Regions from separate parts of the Zea mays genome. Here region 2 is linked to region 1. A link is a contact called in public Hi-C data. All regions are on one chromosome and are shown on one strand. Each heading gives the region's core, a stretch centred on a gene start, on an enhancer-like site or on the middle of the called end of the contact. The rest is flanking DNA. Distances are from core to core; before and after follow the strand shown.

What was found. Hi-C and Micro-C count contacts between places; a contact is called where the count stands out from the background.
Region 2: a Hi-C map of leaf shows a contact between it and region 1, with 5 times the contacts expected there. The contact joins the enhancer-like site here to the promoter of LOC100280049 in region 1. A contact is called at or near these places in 4 of 25 Hi-C or Micro-C datasets (leaf and seedling) and 1 of 3 datasets of contacts at active chromatin or transcription factors (seedling).

What each region holds. Positions count from the first base shown.
Region 1 is chr1:277,651,065-277,657,800 of Zm-B73-REFERENCE-NAM-5.0, forward strand. LOC100280049 reads right to left here and starts at 3,366. Exons shown (of 1, transcript NM_001152990.1): 1 at 991-3,366. The coding sequence starts at 2,510. The coding sequence ends at 1,215.
Region 2 is chr1:277,702,360-277,709,095 of Zm-B73-REFERENCE-NAM-5.0, forward strand. LOC100382501 (Sulfite exporter TauE/SafE family protein) reads right to left here. Exons shown (of 12, transcript NM_001175238.1): 10 at 5,984-6,077; 11 at 5,416-5,556; 12 at 4,478-5,036. The coding sequence ends at 4,960. Among protein-coding and RNA genes, the nearest start is that of LOC111590569, 17 kb to the left of the region's middle. Within about 2 kb of position 4,097, at least 16 of the 20 cell types and tissues checked have an H3K27ac peak or open chromatin away from gene starts, as enhancers often do. A contact at or near this core is called in leaf and seedling, where this site is marked.

The DNA of each region.
Region 1 (6,736 bases), core at 2,116-4,615:
ACTCTAATTATATTTTTATATCATGTATATCTGTATATTTTTGTTTTGGACTCTAAAAATCCCAATAATCTAATGTATTTACAATTATTCTTTTTAATATTAATTAAAATTTATCATTGTATATTACTAGTATTATAAGATTAAGTTAATCACTTATTTATCATATAATCATTTTTAAATGGCGTACATCATTTTCCTAGTACATTATTGAAATCAAAACATTTATAATTAGTAACTAGTAATTTAAAACAAGTTTTAAATGGTTTCATCGAATGGATAATATCGGATATTTCACGGTTTTGTCGAATACGAATCTAAAACCGGATAGAGAAAAACTGAATTCGAATATATCCATTTGACATTTGACTTTCATATTAAAATACGGATATTCATATAAACATTTTATTTGAATAAGAATACAGATAATTCGGATTTCCACGCATGTGAATCCATCCCTAGTATCCACTTAGCAGGAAGAGTACGTATTTATGTATCCAGGGTAACCAAACATTCTTCTATACGAGATTATAGGTATCCATCAATGACCTTCATGTAAAAAAAAACATGCACTTGAGTTACACGATACGTAGATTTATAAATGCAAATATTTGCATTTATAAATGTAAAAAAACATCCAATGGACAAAGAGTTAAGTATTGGGCTGGGCCAAAACACCCGATTGCCATTAGATTAGACAGATCCATATATTTATAAATGCAAATATTTGTTTTGGAGTCTGCTACGCGCGCTAACGCTACACATGAACTTACGTCACATATGTACGGCAGGGAGCAAAGCTGTACATCATCTACATATTGCCTGCCGAAGACATTCCAGATGCGAGCAGTTTAGTGGCAAACAAAATCATCACCTGCTTTGGCACTAGTTCAGCTAGCATAGATGGCATATCCTTCGGTCTGGAGAAGACGTTGATACCATACCAGAGGTTTGACCAATACACATCACGTGGTCTCAGGAGCCCAATCCTTTACCCATAACATAGGGTTTGTGTCAGCGACCTACTGACGATATGTATTGATTCAACTAAGAACTAGTAGCAGTTACAGCAGAGGAAGCAGAAATGGATGAGGAAGACAACAGTATAGAACTAAGACGAAGACATTAGTAGAGAACAACGATGCTTGACGAAGAAGAAGAACGGTTCTATTGTTTTTGCATATCCATCTTTAATTGTTGCTGCTCCTTATATATTGTCAGCTAACTGGGCCGGCAAATACCATATGGGCTGGGTACCTGACATTTCCCTCTCCTTGAGGTGCGGCTTGCCCCCAAGCTGCTGTTCGCAACACCACCAGGATCCCAAATAAAGACTGAGCATATATGTAGGTCACTGCATGTAGGTCACTGGTAGCAAGGAACACCAAGACAACCATGATGTTCAAACCCAAGCACGCCAACTCCTGAGGTGGAGGCCATGGTTGCTTGATCTCACTGCGGCGAGCAAGAAGGTCGTCACCCAAGTTGTTAGCTACCAGCACCATTCCCTTTCCAATAGTGTAGTAGCCACGAGAGAAGTTGTTAGTTGTGTCCTCCTTCCCTGAGATGAGCTGCTCTAGGTGGAAGATCTCGGGGTACAGATCATGCTCAGGATTGATGAAGATGGCTCTGGCCACCTGCTTGCTAGAACTAGTCTTGCTGCAGAACATGTTGAAGGCATCCTGCGGGACACTAACCGAGGTAGCACTTTGCTGCATTTTCTCAAACACCACTTGAGCATCAATCAAGGTCAATGCAGACCGGCTATCTGTGAGCTTGAGCTCCTGGCAGTTAAACAACTTGCACAGCCTGCAGCACGCGTCGAACAGACTCCTCCAGATGATGAAATCAGAACGGCAGTTCACCCTGGTCAACCTCTCCACCGAGTTGTACTCCTTGCCCTTGACGTCGGCGACGACTGCCACCTCTGGCACTGATGTCGCCTGCTCCTCTTCTTTGGGCCGCTTCACCCTTTCCGTGATCGCTCGGCATGCTAGCATCGCCCTTGGCTGCTGTCGCTCGGCCAACGATGGCCCGCCACGCTGCAGCTGCAGCTGCTTGCTGCTCTTGTTGTCGCACGAGAACCAGCACGTCGTGCTCTCCGGTGAGGAGCTTGTGGGCGTTGCGTTCCTGGCTGGCGACGGCACGACCATCTGGGTTACTCGCGCCGCCACGGCCGCGTCGAACGCGCCGGTCGAGTCCGCGAGCGGAAACAGGCGTTGGCACCGCTTCACGACGTGCACGGCAGTGTCGCACGAGGTGGAGAGGATGTCGTTGGTGCTGTTCTGGTTCTCGTCGGGTGGCTCGTGGATCTCGGCGCACATGAAGACGCGCTTCCCCTTGAGGTCAGCCTCCGTGAGGTCCCCGACGCTCATCTTCCCCATGCTGGCCATGGCCGGCGTGCCGCGCGTAGAGGACGCCTGCTGGCACGCGAGCGCCAGCGATCGCGCCGACTGCCACAACGCAACAGAACCTCCCTTATCACTAGGTAGATGCGAGCCGTAGTGTGCCATGGCGAGTTCGGCTGTGAGCCCCGAAGTCGAACAGGTGGTAGGCAGCTTGGTGATGTCAGTGCCATCGAAGAGAGTATCTTCGCCGAGGTCGTCCAGTCGCGTAGGCGCTCCTCCATCCGAGCCGGGGACGACGACGTGCTGCAGATCCTGATGGAGGCCAGGTACAGGGACGAGCGTGGCACGACCGAGCCCGAGGTCACGGGGCTGGTGGTCGCCATCATCTTCTCCGGTAAGCACACGAGCTCGCCCACCAGCACGTGGACGGGCGCCCAGCTCCTGCGCCACGCGGAGTGCATGGAGGCGGCTCTCGACGAGCAGCGGAGGGCCGTGGCGGAGCACGTGGACGAGGCTGGGCTCGTCGGTGGAAGCGGTGGAGGGTTTGTCCCAGTCGTCGGCGATCTCCGCGTTGGCAGCGCCATCGCCATCGAAGAGTCCGCCCCAGTTGTCGGCGGTGACGGGCTCCTCGTAGCGCAGCTCGTTGGAGTCGTCGCCGCTGTCGAAGAGGTTGACCGATGCGTGGGACTCGACTCGCGGACGCCACGACTCCAGCGCGCTGACGCGAATTGCCGCAGCAGCCTCCACGGCGTCGATCTCGGTGTTGGTAGCCGCGTAGCTACGGACCGCACCACACTCGACGTCGGCGGTGCTGGAGAAGGCAGCATCGGCCGCAGACGTGAAGGTGGCGATGAGCTCGCCGACGCGGTGGTTGTCGAGCACCTCGTCGGGGTCGATGGGGGTGACGTCATTGGACACTGTCTGTTCGAGCACTGCCCAATGGCGATCCTGAGCATCAAGGAGATCGCAGATCTGTTGAAGCAAGCGAGTTTGAGTCGCCAACGCCTGTGATTGCGCTTCCATTGCCCCCGCCAGACTGGAATTGGCAGCACCCGTCATGGTTGCATGGCTCAACGGAAGGTGGGTAGCGTAGCGAGTTTTCCCAGAGATCAACAGTCTTTGATACCGATTGTCAGCGACCTACTGACGATATGTATTGATTCAACTAAGAACTAGTAGCAGTTACAGCAGAGGAAGCAGAAATGGATGAGAAAGACAGCAGTATAGAACTAAGGCGAAGACATTAGTAGAGAACAACGATGCTTGACGAAGAAGAAGAACGGTTCTATTGTTTTTGCATACCCATCTTTAATTGTTGCTGCTCCTTATATATTGTCAGCTAACTGGGCCGGCAAATACCATATGGGCTGGGTACCTGACAGTTTGATGACTGGATCACCCGGGAAGCAACGACTGCTGCATAGCGAGTCTCCAAGAACACCAAGGCACCGGGGCAGTTCTGTTCAGTAGCAAAACAGGATTCATGCCGACGCACGAAAAATCACATGTAGAAAGAATCATTATATGGAATTACAAGGTACAAGGAAACCTTTTACATTAAAAGACATTGTTTCCTTCTTGGTTCCATGACACTCTTGATGATGATGTGGCAGTGTGTTACATTAAAAGACATATTGCTCTAGATCCATGACACATCTCCTGCCAAGGCTGGGAAGCTGTGCAAAACAGACCCCTGAGCAGGATACAGTACAGACAAGTGCTGGGCAAATTTCCTAAGCTCATGGGCCAGGCAGCCAGCCAGTAAATCAAATGGGGCCCAACAAGGAAACGGGAACTCCGCGGGCCTGAAACCATTACTGCGTCTTGCTATAATAACTGGAACTGGAAGTTGACCGTGTTTTGAGCTCAGTTTGCTTTGATTGAGTTGGTCGTGTCATCTTTATCTGGAATGTCATGTCACCTTCTCCGTTCCGTCATCTTAATCTCACTAATTAATTTTGGTCATCCGCGCGTGCCACGACCACCACCACGATCGACTCCGTGACGCGGCTTTCGCGTGTGCATCCATCCTATCCTAGTAGTACTATCCCTGCCGTAGAACAACACAAGTTTGACCAACAAGGTGGTCGGCCCGGCCGTTCTCATTTCACCTCATCAGCCACCAGCCATGTGACAGATGTTTAAAAAAAAAAGGAAAGCAACCTTTTTTTTTACTTTCTCATCACCAAATTAGATTTACTACTTAGTTGTCCGTATATTGCTATGTTTCTATCTATCATATAGACATACTTTATATAAATGAGATATTTATCCAAACATTATTATATTTTATCTTTTGAATTATTATTATATATTTAAAGTATCGATCATTTGTATGACAAATAGAGGTTTTACACGTGCCCTGGACGGGGAGAAGAGCAGGGAGGACGCACGAAGAAACTTCCGCATTAATTAAGTTATTATAGGTGTAGTGAGAGTGATATATAAAATCATGTATTTTCATCTAGATAAAACTCTCTCACCTCCCACAAAACTCTATCTCTTTTCTTATTAAATTATTGCCATGTCATCAATCTTTCTTATGTGGCGATATATTTAATAAAGATAAAACTCAAATGAAATCCCCACTGGGAATATTGACCTGTTTAGCACAACTTCTCGTGGTTCTAACTCTTTCAATAGTAACTTTAGCATACCATTCACAAGAGTCAATTTTTTTTGTACTCGTGAAATAAACTAGAAGTCCAAAAAGTCCAACAGAATGTGCTAGACATCTCTCTCATCAGTTGTTGGGTTTTGTAAGTGTTTACTATATATTTCAAAGATATATAGTCAATGGTACTGGCTTTTCCTTACATCTACTTAGTTTTTTGAAGGATGGAGATTCAAAGATGTTGTAAAGAAGAGATTTACAATATTAGCTTCATTGATCCAGTGGTTATTAACGAGAAAACAATAAAGGACTACCATACAAAAGTCTTAAAAAATGTTCAAATTTTGTTTTTTTGCAGAAGCAACATTATATGCAATACACACTTATTCCTTATAATTTAAGATTGTCCACTAGCTTTTCGTAGCGCTATACCTTAAATGTGTAGTCTATAACTCTATATTGCTCTCTATGATTATAACATTTCTACAACATTCATGGAATACTTTTACTGATCTCAGTAGAGCAAAGCATTGTACATATTTTGACTACAACATGAGGAATCCAGTGAAAAAGATACAAGAAATAATGTACCTTGTAAATGAGTAATTCTTACCATTCGAACTTACCTCTCTAGATCTCTAAATGGTTGAAGCATATATGCACTAAGGACATATCATTTTTGTTATGTAGGCCATGGAGACTGGAAATTCTTAAGCTTAGGCCCAACTTTGTTGTACATATAAAGCTTGCACACCGTGCAAGTTATTTGTTAATGATAATCTATATTTTTTCTCGATTTCAGTGTTTGACACGGAAAAAGGGAACAACCTCTCTCGATACTACGTTTGTTAATTTATTCACACATTAGTAGGTAACATTTTAGTTACCAAAGATATCGAGTTACGTCAATAATTTCTATATTGTTGATGTTGATTTTATGGTAATAAAGTGTCTCAACTTTGAATTTAATATAATAACATTTTTATTAAAGCTTTTGATAAACCACAATTGATAAATATGGAGGGACTACTCCCTCTAGAAAAGATCTAAGCAATTTAGGAACAACTTATAGGGTTCATATATAATGAGATCGTATCTAAAGATGGACAGTTCTATTATGATGGATGAAATATCTCCACCCCACTAGAAGATTTAGATGATGAATATTGAGAATATAGAAATAAAAATATATATAACAGTTTGAAGACTTCATAGACATTTGTATATATTACTATTAATATTCACTTTAATGTGCATACTCATTTGAATATTTTAATGGACACATGTACATATATACACACATATATATTAATTAATTTGTTAATGTACACATGTACACATGTATAAATATTTTAATTATTCTACACATGCACATATTAATTTGTAAATATATAGAAGGAAAAAGTATACATTACTCCCCTCTACTATGGGAAATGTTCACATAACCCGCTAAAGTATTTTTACTTCATTTTACCCATTTCATCCTTTGAGTTGGTTTAATTTACCTCCTAACAAAATTTGTCTTTTTTATTTCCTTATGTACAAAGTAAGTTTTCAGTTCAGATTTTGTGGGTTACTAGCTAATATCATAATTTAGTCTAGAAAATATATTATGATTTTTATAATTCTTTTGATAAGTTAGAGGTCAGATAAGGTAATAGCTTTAATGGTATGAAACTAAATATGAAATAATGACGAAAAAATTAACATATTTTTCTAATATAACCTATGGTGGCCTCAATTATCTCAAAAATATGAACTTAAAATTCAACTTGTA
Region 2 (6,736 bases), core at 2,847-5,346, 52 kb after region 1:
CGGCGTTTGATGATGCAAGACCCCTCCCACCACCAAGGCAGCCGGAGCCTGGGCCAATATGCCGAAGCATGGGTACGCCATCTTTTTTATTTAGATATATAGCACTGAGTTAGATATTATTTCTAACTATCTCGTTGGTTTTTGTTGCAGTCGGCGTCACATGGTGGCCGACCTTGCTCCACCTTCTTGGCCTATGCTATGGCCCATAAGGGTAAGGCGACGTCCGACGTCACCTACAACCCGGATGACGGGACCGAGGCCTACACCAACCCCGCCGTCTACAGCCGCCTCCATGACTACACCGCCATGGCGCAGGAGGTCCATGGCCCAGACTATGATCCGAGCACCGAGCCGATCGACCCCGATGTGCTCATGAGGGTCGGAGGAGGCAAGAGACATGGGCGGTATTGCATTGTCGACGGGGCAATCGACTCGTCCTCCACTCCCACTCTGTCTCAGGTGAGAGCAAGGAGCACGGGCTCGAGTCCAGCCATACGCCTCGGCACGACAGCTCACAACATCGCATATAGCAACTCGAGGTTAGTGCTTCTGTAACTCGTCCTTCCTTGAGTTATATACCTACTCTTTGAGTTATTATAACGTTGGCTTGTAATATTACAGACCCAACTAGAAGAAGAGAGGAGGGAACGTCATGAGATGGAGGCGAGGATGATGGCAGAGCGGGAGGCGGAGCGCTGGGCAGATCATCAGAGGATGGTGGAGATGTTCTAGTACATGCAGAGCCTTGGCGCCGCACAGGGCATCGCTCCGCCACCTCCATTGTTCCCTCCAGTTGACCCTGCTCTCTTCCACACTCCTATGAGTATCAAAATTGTAGTTAGATGTTTGTAATGCATCTGGTATAACACATGCAATCTCTTCTCTGTGCAGGGCCAATCTGGGGCGGCATCCAACAACCCTCCGGAAGGGTTTAGCCCAACGCAGCCCCAGTCAAACCGCCCACCTCCATGAGTGTTGTGTTTTCATTGTTTTAGACTTCAGAACTTGTGTATAATACTTATGTCTGTGTTTGATACTTATGTGAGAGCTTGCGACGTTTGAGACTTATGTTTGTGTTTGATACTTGTGTCGAACACTTATGTTTGTGATGGATATTTATGTTTGTGGTGACGGTTTTATGTTTGTGTTGGCTATTTATGTTTGTGATGATATCTGTGATGTATATATGTGATATATATGTGATATCTTTTGTTTGTGTGGATGGAATACAAAAAAAAAAATAAAAAGGTATATACTGGTCACTTTGCCGAGTGAAACACTCGGCAAAGAGGCGCTTTGTCGAGTGTCAGGGTCATAAAACTCGGCAAAGAGCAAAAACCTGGGCACCGATTTAGGGACTTTGCCGAGTGTTATGTCGCTGGCACTCGACAAAGAGGCAGGCTTTGCCGAGTGCCGCACAGAGCACTCGGCAAAGAGCCTGACATGGGGACCCTCCCTGGTGGGCTCTTTGCCGATTGTCGAGTGCTTCTGGGAAGACACTCGGCAAAGATGCTGTCTCTGTCACCCGTCACCGTAACGGCCGCTTTTCTTTGCCGAGTGCTCCCTGGCACTCGGCAAACCTCTTTGTCGAGTATCCGAGAAAAAGTACTCGGCAAAGAAGGCTTTGCCGATGCACTGTTTGTCGAGCCTTCTTTGCCGAGTGTCACACTCGGCAAAGCCTTTGCCGAGTGTTTTTAAGGCTTTGTCGAGTGCTTCGGGCACTCGGCAAAGCGCCTGTTTCCTGTAGTGAACGGAGAGAGTATATTTGTTGGCTTTCATATATAATGTCCAACAACTTGACGTCTTTGAATATACAAATAGAAGTGAGCACTGAGCTGGTTCCTGAGTTTTTTCCTTTCAATTTCATTTTATGGGCATCATTTGTTGATGTCTAATTTTTCCACAACTAAGACTACCCACAACGTATGATGCTAATTTGCTAAAGCAAAGAGAGCAGGAGAGAGAATGTTACGAAGAGGTTCAAGCATCAACATGCTGATGCATGCCATTATAGAGGTCAATGCTGGAAAAAATGCATTATCATCAAAGCATTTTTCATGCCTCGATGCTGGAAAAACATTTTTCTTGACTAGTTTTAGTATCATTATAACATAACTATTGAAAGGCATAGTTTAGTTTTTGTAAATAAATGCCAACTATATGGAATAATATTTTTATTGAGTATGATGTTTGGCTAGAGCCTACTTAATGGTTATGAACAAGGCATAGGAGGTGATGGAGACAGGGATCATGATCCCACACATGTAAAACTTCGTCAAATAGAAAGAAGATGTAGCAAAACCAAATAGAGCTTTGCTTTTGGCAGCGATAGTGCAATAGAGCATACAATTGGATTTAGGATGGATGTGTTAGGAACAATAAAGCATAGGAGGAGGATGAATTAGGCAATATATTTTCTATACTTTAAATCAAGGCCTCTATTTTTTATTTATCAAAACCTACGAGAATAACCAAACAAGCATGTAAAACTAAGGTTTTGACTAAGTGATGTTATCTCTATCGCAAGAGAGTTATGCAACTTAGGTTCCAGTCCTACCAACTAGTATGTAACTAAGTTAGGAAAGGTAAAACGTGTAACTAAGGTAACAATATAAATGTGAAGGCTTACATATAGTAGAGATACAAACTCCCGTTGATGCGCTGATATTTTTACCAAAGTATCAAGAAGTGTGCAAGCTTCTTACTAGCCTTTGTTGGAGCCCCACGCAAAGGAAGCACACACGAGAGCCAAGCTCCTAGCCAAGTAACACCATAGATAGTCCCAGGCCTTCTCCACACACAAGTGGTGCTTCAGTTTCGATCTCTCTCGGATGCTCTCCGTTGTCTCCACTATCAAGCTTCCAGCAGAAATATTGTTGACTTCGTTCCCTGTAATACATTGTGACAACCACACCACAAATGCAATTAGTATGATATTACAAGATACAACCCCCTTCTGGTACAACTACAATGGTACGCGCAAGCACTAAGGGATTTGAGGTGTCTATCCTCACTTCTAACAACTAGGGGTGTGTAAGAGAAATGGATTGTAGCCTATTTGATTATTAGATTTTTGGTATTTGATGTATGACCATTTAGACTAATATTCTTTGCTAGTATACAAGGTATAGTTCAATCGGATGTAAGGTGGACTTGGACTTAGGAAAGTCATGTTGAATACCTACAAGACATGTCAAGAGTCAAATACACCAAGAAGTAGAAGTCTGGATGCAAAGACACAAACAAAAGTGAAGTTACTAAAGTTGAGACAAAGAGGTGGCTAAATTGGAAGTGACTCACGATTTTGGATCTGCTCAAATTGATATGGATTCATATCTGATATGTAGATCTTTTCACTAGCTTTCTAAAAAGTCTAAGATCATCAAAATTGAAGTTCAACGCTAAATTATGCTTGAAATACGAAAAATGGGCCATGTTGAAAAACACACCAAACATGTCCGGTGCTAGTGCTCAAATCTGCTCCAATTAACATGGCTTCAACTTTGGGCGGTAGAGCTTTTTATTAGCTTTTCAAAAAGTTCAAGGTCATCAAGGTCAGAGTTTAAATCTAAAAGCTATGCCTAAAATATAAAATGGGTCATACTGAGCACCCATACATATGATGATCTTGTCCAGTACCACATCTGATACACACAGAGCATTACGGTGACCCATGTTCCATATCTTAAGGTAACGAAGGTTTGTCCTAAGTTAAAGTTTTGAAACTTTGACAACAATATCTACAAAAATAATTATTTTTTACTTAAAGAAATTATATATTGTGCTAGATGTTTTAATAATAAATATAATAGTTTTATTTTTATTTAGTCAATGTTTATGAATATTTTGTTATTAATGATAAAAGTTTCAAAATTTTGACTTAGTATAAACTTTCGTGATCTTAAGATAGGGAAGAGAGGGAGTGAGTAGGTATCAATTGCACCCAGGTAATGATCATTTTCAACGGTCAAATTACTAAAAATAGCCGTTACCAAAAACTCAACAGTGTACATGATGTGGAGCGATCCGGGGGGAGACACCCACTTACGTTCAATGAAAATGCTAGTCCACGAAGGAGACGGAAGCCCACCCTGGCCTCTCTTTGAGGCGAAGCCACGTTCCGGCCAATCGTCTCACAGCCTCTATGCAGGCTGGAATGTCACCCATGCTGCACCTCACCTCAACCATCGTAAATCTTAAGGACCATTCTTCTTAATTAACTCATTTGCAAGGGTTTGTAGCGCCGCTTTACCTTAGTACATGTGTTACAGTAAACAAACAATTGCCAGTGCTTTATATGATTTCGATCCATCATATTTTAGGTCCAAAACAGCATCTTCACTCAAAGAGACAGATTAAAGCTGTTTGGACTGCTTTAGCTATAATAAAAATACTGTAGAAAAAACAGAAGTCGGTGGAAGCCGCAGCGAACATGTTCTGATTTTCACGGAAATACGGCTTGAAACGCACTCGGCTTGCACAAACAGAATGGGAATTGACTGATATTTACAATGTTCCATGCAACAAATATTTGCAGTTTTGCAGCCTAGCCTGGTGCTAGCGCAAGAATGAACAACAAATAACTGCTGGTCAGCCAGGAGCTGACGCAGAGAATGAACGACAAACAACTGCTGGTCAGCCAGGAGCTGACGCAGACGTGACAAAAACCTGCACCAACACACGCATTTGCAGGTTAGCCAGGAGCTAACACATGCATGACATGACGAAATCGCGCCCACTTCACAAAACTAAAGCCGTATGGTCAGCTCGTTAGCCAGGAGCTAACACGAGCTGAATTCACTACAGCGACTCTGTCGGTCTAAATGCGCACATGTTGGCGAGGAGCTAACTTGTGCACATACTCGGCGACTTTATTCTTCTAGATTTTGAGGGAGATGAGGTCAATTAGGCATTGGCCTGGATTCTCCCGGACGGATCGACAGTCTGATGGTGTTTGAGTTACTCGCAGAAGTTGAGGAACCCCATATATTCGTGATTGTTGATCATCGAAATGCTCTTCTGGGTTCCAACGACACCTGAAACTCACCGAAACAAGAGGCCATTAGGAGAGAAGTTAAAAATCAAACTAGATTGATTTAGACGAAACAAGTAAAAGAGCTAATATAATGCTACATCCGTTCTCGAATATTTGTCGTCCGTTAGTTCATTTTTTAAAATGAACTAAAACGTGACAAATAAAAAAGAACGGAGAATGGAGTGAGTATTCCTTAAGATTATTTTTCTCAAGGATGCATGCTATAATTGCAAAATCAATTTAAGCAACACCGGTACGTTTAGTTCAATTTAAGCAACACCGGTACGTTTAGTTCAATTCAACTTGGAGCGGTATCAGGTTAGCAATTTGCCAAGTTTAAAGCTAAGTAGCAAGTCAATGAGTTATCAATAGGTTCATACCCATCGTAAGAGCACTGACGAAGATAACAGAGGAGAGGATGAAGACAATAAGCGATGCTCTCTTGAGCACATGCACGATCTTCCTAACCAAACACTGGCCCCAGAATCCAGCCAATATGGAAATGAAGATGAGGTAGCCAGCTGCAGATAGAGAAACAGTGCAAGTTATTAACTCGTTACCATATAACAATCACACTTATGAAAACGTCTACATTTTGAGGAATTGGAATCTAACTAATAGAGTAGGTTATTTCTTTAGAACGTGACATTTCATAACTTTCCAAAATTTTTATATAAGACTATATCAAATTCATGGGGGTGAGAAATGGAAATTGATTTGTATGCTGTTTTTCTAATATACAACTTATAACACTCTCTTCTACTTATTTCTCTATAGTATAATGGTAATGTATAACTATCTCTCTCATATCATTTAGGATAATATACAAATATATTACATATACAGATATATTAACTTAATTAGTTTGTGTTTAAATTATGATTATTAGAATAGAATTCAATTTCAACGAAACAAACGTGGCTTCAGAGATTTCTAACATGGATTTACCAAAAGGCAGGGGGAATCTGTGCAGGAAGTAAAACTCCACCACAGAGAGGGAGGAGGAGAACATCATCACGAATGTTGCTGTTGCACTTGCCACCTGCCAGACAATGGAATGTGATGTGACATCACGGTTCTTATAAAATTACATAAAGCTATAAAGTGTAATAGTACACTGATATATTACCACTGATGAATCAACAGGGCTTTATCAGATTGACCAAACTCTCTCACATGGTAAATGCACGGTAGCTCAAGTTACACAGTGCAAGGTATTCATTCCAAAATCTAGGATTGCCCAATGAAAAATAAAATACTATTTGGCCATATAGTGTGAATAGTAGCTTTGATATATTACCACTGATAATCAACTGGGCTTTATCAGATTGACCAAACTCTCATACAGTAAATGCACAGTTTGCTCAACTTACACAATGCAAGAAAGGTATCCATTACAAAATCTTGGGCTGCCCAATGGAAAAGAAAATACTAATTGGCCGATTAACCATTTCAAAGTTGTAGAGATAACTGTACTGCAACTCTATATTGTGAATTCGCTTGTCCAGGTTCTGACCATCGTACATTGCATTCAACATCCAAACACTACTACATGAATGAGAATCTGGATGCAGCAGTGTTAGAAAAAAAAAAGATAGCACCACAAATAACCACATTCAGTCATTCACACTTTTCTTCCATAAAGGCTTAACATGTAAGCCATGTAGGCCAATAAACTATAAAAGATCACATGGGGGTTAA